2 separate regions of the Pan troglodytes genome follow, and region 1 is linked to region 2. Evidence: chromatin contacts called from public HiChIP or PLAC-seq data. All regions are on one chromosome and are shown on one strand. Each heading gives the region's core, a stretch centred on a gene start, on an enhancer-like site or on the middle of the called end of the contact. The rest is flanking DNA. Distances are from core to core; before and after follow the strand shown.

Evidence for each region. HiChIP or PLAC-seq counts read pairs in DNA pulled down with a chosen protein or histone mark.
Region 1: an H3K4me3 HiChIP or PLAC-seq map of stem cell-derived excitatory neurons shows a contact between it and region 2, with 6 times the contacts expected there. The contact joins the promoter of KMT5B here to the promoter of NUDT8 in region 2. A contact is called at or near these places in 1 of 7 Hi-C or Micro-C datasets (stem cell-derived neural progenitor cells) and 1 of 1 datasets of contacts at active chromatin or transcription factors (stem cell-derived excitatory neurons).

The regions. Positions count from the first base shown.
Region 1 is chr9:70,254,825-70,258,049 of NHGRI_mPanTro3-v2.0_pri, reverse strand. It overlaps KMT5B (lysine methyltransferase 5B), which reads left to right and starts at 1,681. Exons shown (of 11, transcript XM_009423578.5): 1 at 1,681-1,864.
Region 2 is chr9:69,949,232-69,952,448 of NHGRI_mPanTro3-v2.0_pri, reverse strand. It overlaps NUDT8 (nudix hydrolase 8), which reads left to right and starts at 1,704. Exons shown (of 4, transcript XM_522294.9): 1 at 1,704-2,109; 2 at 2,775-2,907. The coding sequence starts at 1,916. TBX10 (T-box transcription factor 10) reads left to right here. Exons shown (of 7, transcript XM_016921381.3): 7 at 1-506. The coding sequence ends at 204.

The sequences.
Region 1 (3,225 bases), core at 432-2,931, 310 kb before region 2:
TCCAAAAGGAGGAAGCTGCTGATAGGGCAGGTGAGGGCAGTGGGAGGAGCTCTGTTTTGAAGATGAGACCCGCTTCTGCCTCCGTCAGCCATGTGCCCTCAGCGAGTCACCGTGCCTCAGTTTCCCTCTGTGGAAGGCGGTAATGAGCATCATGTCTACCAGCCAAAGTCAAGGTCGAGAATGAGGGCAAATGAGGGAGGCGCTGTGCGTCAGTGTTAGTTGGACTTAGTCCAGTTCTTGTGATGGGTGGTCGTCCACGGCCTCGATTCATCATCCTTTGTGGAGGATGATGGCCCTGGAGCCGCAGGGGAAAACTAAGGCAGGCTGCGGCTCTTCCTGGCATCTGACTGAGCTGCCTGCCCTGCCCGCCTCCTCTCTGTGGCAAGGGCAGCCTCTCTCCCCTCCCAGGGCCTTGACACTGGCTGGTCCCACTACCCGCCCATATCCTAGGCACCCCCTTTCCCCAACACGCTTCAATTCACACTCCAGGTCTGCGCTTCCTTGGGCACCTGCCGGCACCAAGTTCCAGGCATCTGCACGCCTATGCCAACCTCAACTTCTTGGAGGTCCTCCGCACCCGCTTCCTGATTTATTCTGCATTTTTCACCCGAATGCTGAATGAGGGCTCTGGCTCAAGCCCTGACTAGTTGTCATAGAGGTCACGGAACTCCCTGTGCCTCAGTTTCCCTAGGTGTAAAGTGGGACCCACATGGCCCCCACCTCCGGGGGTCGTCCTGACGCGTGAGAGGGAGGATGCGCGGAGGCCCTGGGCAGCCCCGCAGGGGCCGGGAGCGCGCTCATCGTTCTGTTGTCTGGACTACAAGATCGATGCCCAGGCAAGCTTCGCAGCTCCCCGGCTCGCAGGCGGCCCGGTCCCTCAGGATCTCCCCGCCAGCCCGGGATCCCCGAGGAGGGACCGCACGGCCAGCGCGCAGGGCACACCCGGAGTGGAGCGGAGCACGGCGCGGGGCACATAGTGGGTGCTGGGGGCGGCGGGGCCCGCGGGGGGCCAGGCCAAGGCGCGCCCGCTCTCCTCCTCCCTCGCATGCTCCGCGCAGGAACGCTCAGCCTACCCACACGGTCTTAGGGTGCATCTGCTGCCAGTGACCCCCATTCCCACAACAAAAACGCTCGTCTGCCCGGGGCCACCTCCCTCGGAGCAACTGGGACGCGCGGCGGGAGGGGGGGGGTCCCCTTCCCCAGGGCTGCAGCCCGAGAGGCTGGCTCTAGAGCCGTCCCTGGTAGGGGCAGGTGTGCAAAGACCCAAGGCCCGGGACAGCCGCCGCGGTCCCGCGGGGACCGGGACCGGAATGCGGTCGCGTAAGGGCTGCAGGGGACCCTAAGGTGGCGCCCGCGGGGCGCGGGCGACGCCGCCTCAGCCGCGATTTAAAGGGCAGGGAGGGCGGAGGGATCCCAGCCGCCTACCGGCCGGCCGCGAATCCCTCCGCCACGAGGGGAGGCGACGGCTCGCTCCGAATCGCCCTTTGTCCCTCCGCCGTCGGGAGCGCCCGGCACAGAATTCGCTCCCCGCGCGTGCCCGCGTCCCGCACAGAGCCCCCGTGGAAGCGCCGCGGCGGCTGGGCCGGGCGGGAGGCGCGCGCACACTGTGGCGGCTGCGCCGCACGGTGTCCCTCCGCCGTCGAGGCCGCGGCCTTCTTTTCGTATCCTTCCACCGTGCCCGGGCGGGGTCCAGGCGGCTCACCGGGGGCGGCGACGCGGCGGCGGTGCGGGCGGCAGGGCTGCGGGGCGATGAGGTGAGGACGCCCGGGAACCGGAGGCGGCACCGCGCGGCGCACGGACCTGGGACGCGGAGTCCTGAAGCCGGCGGACGGTTTTCGTACGGGTGGCCGTGCGCGAGGCGGAGGTGAGGCCCCGGGTGGCGGGGCGCGGGGGCGGGCGCCGGGGGCGCGGCGAGCCGAGGCCGGGGGCGCGGGGGGCGCGACGGCGGTGGCGGCGGCCGGTTGGGGGCGGGGGGCTCGGACGCTGCGGGGACTCATTTTTCCCGTCAGCGGAGGGAGCGAGCGGTGCTGCGGCCCGCGCCGCCATCTTGGATTTTACTCTCCATTTTTCTCTGGAATTATTTTTGGTGATTAATTTTCTGGGGGGGACTGGGACGCGGGGCCCGGCGGCGCGGACCCGCATCGCAGCGGCCGGGCAGCGGGGCCTGGGACGCGCCCCGAGGAGGAGCGGGGCGGCGCAGGCGGTGAGTCGGGGGAGGGGCGGGCGCCGGCGAGGGTGTGCGGGGGGCGGCCTCGGTGACGGGGCGGGCGGGGACGTGGGGGACCGCGGGCCCAGGCCGGTCGCAGGGCTCTGGGGCCAGGGCGGGTGGGGCCGGGGCCGGGCGCAAGCGGCCGGGCGCGGGGGGCGGGGCTGCGGCCGGGCCGGTGCGGGGCCGGCGCGGGGCCTGCAGTGGTGGCCGCGGCCGGAAGGGAGCGGTAGCGGCCGCCGGGCAGCGTCGGGGCCGGGCCCGCGGCCGCACGAGGGGAGCAGCCCCGCCGCTCGCGATTGGGGGACTCTGTTTTCCCTTTTCTCCAATGGGCAGCCGTGAACCGTCTCGCCCAATCTGCTCCCACTGCCGCGCTGAACTTTTTGTTTTTGTTTTGGCCCGAGCGCATTTCGGAGCCCTCCCGAGCTCGTCCTGCAGCCCACCCTCCTCCCCGACGGCGCCCCTGGCCGTGGCCCGGCGACCCCGCGGCCGCTGCCTCTCCTTTGTGCTTTATCCGCTCTCCCTGCGTCCCCTGGTGTCTGTCTGTCCTTCCACGTATCCGCGGATGATGTGCACCGTTGTCACCTCCGCCTTGGAAGGAGGAACAATGACAACTCGATGCAACTTGCTGGATTAAGATAGAAACAAGTTGGGTGCTGAGAAATTCAGTCTGTTTGGGTTTATTGGACCCGGGTCTGAAACAGTAACTTAACGATTTATTAAGTGGTGGAACTTTCGGAATACTGGGGAGGTGAACATGTGTTCTTTCAAGTTAATTTTTAAGAATTTGCCAAATGAAATTTACCTGGAGTGGGGGGAGTTTTCCTTAGAATAGAGGGCAGGTGAATTAATTTGATTGATTGTGGTTCTTTGTGATGTGGCCCTTTTTCGATTTAAACCAGTTTGATATAAAGTGTAGTTGAGGATGGCCATATAGGTCTGAACTTTGCTGTGTAGGATCTTTAGAGGATGCAGTTGCCAGCTATAACTTTTTTCCTTTAGTCTTTAATATTGAGAAC
Region 2 (3,217 bases), core at 455-2,954:
CCGGCCACCTACAGGCCTGTCACGTATCAGAGCCTGTACTCTGGAGCCCCGAGCCACCTAGGGATCCCAAGGACCCGGCCAGCACCATACCCCCTCCCCAACATCCGGGCTGATAGGGATCAAGGAGGCCTGCCTCTCCCAGCTGGGCTGGGGCTCCTGTCCCCCACTGTTGTGTGCCTGGGGCCTGGCCAGGACTCCCAGTGATGCCAGAAGACCTGTGGGGAAGCCCTGCTACCCTGGACCTTACACCGGGTGTGGGAATCAGCCTCTGCCCCGCCCCCTCCAGCCCCATCTCTGTCTCAAGGAGAGCAGGGTAGGTGAAAGTCTAGAGAAAGAGGCTACCTGCCCAGGGTCACAGCAAGGCTGGGACCATGGCAAGCTTGGAACCAGGACTTCTACCTCCCAACCCCAGCAGCCTGAATACTATGCCCTCTTGCTTTGGGGGTAACTCCCGAAAACCCTGCCTTACCTCTCCCTTCCCCCTAACATTAAACTATTTGGCATGAGTGGTCAGAGCACTTCTGTCGTCGTGGTCAGGGTGGGTGGGGGCCTCAGGAACTCCCAGACCCATCATAGTCCCCACATCAGCCCTGTAGGCATCCCGAAGCTCTGCCCAGTGCCGTCCGCATCCCTGGGAGCACACAGTAATATTAAAAGTGGTGACTCCAGCCCAGTGGCAGGGCTGCACTTGCCCAGATGAGGATCGAAACTGGCGCTCAGAGAGGCGCGGACCTGCTCAACGTCACACAGCAGAGCATGGCGGACACCCGCCACCCCACGTTTAAATGCTGTGCGCAAGGCTGGGGTCATCTGGTCCCCAAGCCCAGGGTCTGGTGGAAGGGCGCAGAACCACGGTGGTCAGTGACCACAGGGGCCGAGGTAGGAACGGGGGAGGCATTTGGGAATCCGGTCAAGACTCAAGGCAGGAAGGGAGAAGAGCTCTGGACTCTGGGACAAGGAGGTCAAAGGCCTGGGGCTGGAGTCCGACGAAGCCAGAGGGGAAGACAAGACTGGGGGCGGCGCGCGCCACCCAGCGGTATCGGGAGGGAGGACCGGAGGGAGGGCTGGGCCGGACGCTCCTCTCGCGCACCGATCGACCTGGGTTCCTAGAGGGGCGTCCCCGTGGGATCCCGGCTCCGTACATCCTGGAGCCCCTAGGGGAGGGACGGACCAGTGGGGGCCGGCGGGGCCTCATCAGACACCCCAACGCCAGGACCCAACGGGACCGAGGACGGTCGCCGGGCGCTTCACGGTTCGCGTGGTTCCAGGATCTCGGAGAACACAACCGGCAGGTCCTGCAGCTCCGCGCCCATCTCCCTCCCCGCGGCCACACCCCCGGCCACGGCCCGGCCCTGCCGGAAGCACAGTCCGCCTGGCCACGCCCCCCAGTCCTTCGTAGCAAAAGCTCCGGTCCAGGCCCCGCCCCCAGCCCGCCCCAACCTCGATTGCCTACTAGGCCCCGCCACCCTTTCGCAGTAACGTCCGGGTCCGGCTCCCGCGCAGGCCCCGCCCCGCCCCGCCGCCCTCCGTCCCTCCCATCCGGGGGACTCAACGCGTCCCACCGAGGCCCCACCTTCAAACAGGCCCCGCCCCCTAATGGACCCCGTCCCACCGAGGACCCGCCTTCAAACAGGCCCCGCCCCCGAACAGACCCAGTCCCACCGAGGCCCCGTCTCCGGGCAGGCCCCGCCCACGAACAGACCCACCCCACTGAGGCCCCCCGACGCCGCTGCCGCTCCGCAGCCCCCCAGGCGGGACGCGTCGCGCGGGCTGCCCCTTCTCCCTCTCAGCTTCCGGAGGGACCCGGGCTGAGTGCCCCGCCCCGCCTCGCCCTGCCTCGCCCCGCCTCGCCCCGCCTCGCCTCTTCCCTCGCCCGATCCCGCGCCCTCAGTGTCCCGGCCGCGCAGGACTTGACATGCTGCCCGACTGCCTGTCGGCCGAGGGCGAGCTGCGCTGCCGCCGGCTGCTGGCAGGGGCCACGGCCCGGCTCCGCGCGCGGCCCGCGTCGGCCGCGGTGCTCGTGCCGCTCTGCTCAGTGCGTGGGGTCCCGGCGCTGCTGTACACGCTGCGGTCCAGCCGCCTGACCGGGAGGCACAAGGGCGACGTCAGGTACAGCGGCCGGGAACTCCTAGCCCTTTGCCGGAGGCCACAGGAGCCCGGGGCTGGCAGGGACCTCTGGCAGGGCACTTAGCCCCTTCGAGCCTCGGTTTCCGCCTCCGTAAAATGGGTCTGGGGAGAGTCCCTCCGCCCAAGGGCTGCGGCGAGAGGTCAGCGATCCGTGTCCGTCGGCCCCGGTGCACCTGCCCGGGCGCCACGTCCTCGCCGCGTGGGCCCGTCGTACGCGTCCTTGCGCGCACGCCTGGGCCGGGACACCCCTTTGAGCTGTTTCCCGCTTAGAGGGCGGACGCCGCCCCCTGCCGGCGACTACGGAGAGATTCGAGCCCCGCCCGGCGGGAATTAAGAACATCCTGAGGACAATGTCAGTGTTATTGGGGCCACCATAGGCCGAATTTGGGTATCTGAGCCCCAGGATCTTCTTGCCCCTGCTGCAGACCCTCTTATCCTGCGCTGTCCCGGGACTCTCTTCCTTATCCCCATTGCTCAGGGAGGTAAACTGGCCTCCAGAGGTCGCGTGGCTTGCCTGGGGCCTCCCAGTAAACTAGGGGCAGAGGCAGGCGACACTTTGGTGGGCCAGTGGCCCCCCCGCACTGCCGACACCCCGACCTCTCCGTGGCCCCAAGAGTCCAAGGACCAGACTCCTTGTGTCTGTTTAGTTTCCCAGGCGGCAAGTGCGACCCGGCTGACCAAGATGTGGTGCACACGGCCCTGCGGGAAACCCGGGAGGAGCTGGGCCTGGCAGTGCCCGAGGAGCACGTGTGGGGCCTGCTGCGGCCTGTGTATGATCCGGTGAGCCACTTGGCTGAGGCCACCCCACCCCATTCACTCACTCTGTGCCTGCCCTGGAGCTGGGCTCCCAGGGACCAGGAGAGTGGTCATGGACCCCCACGGGCACAAAGTGTGGAAGGGTGCCCCTAACCTGCCTGGTCACATGCACCACCCCACACACCCCCTCGGGAAGGGATTGGGGAGGCTCTGGTGCCCTGAGTAGAGGTGGCCCAGGGCGATGGGGTGGTCCAGCTCCACTCAGTTTGGTGGATTAGGGTCAGGGAAGCTTCATGGGGTAGGCAGGGATTGAACCCAGGCTTGAATGCCAAGT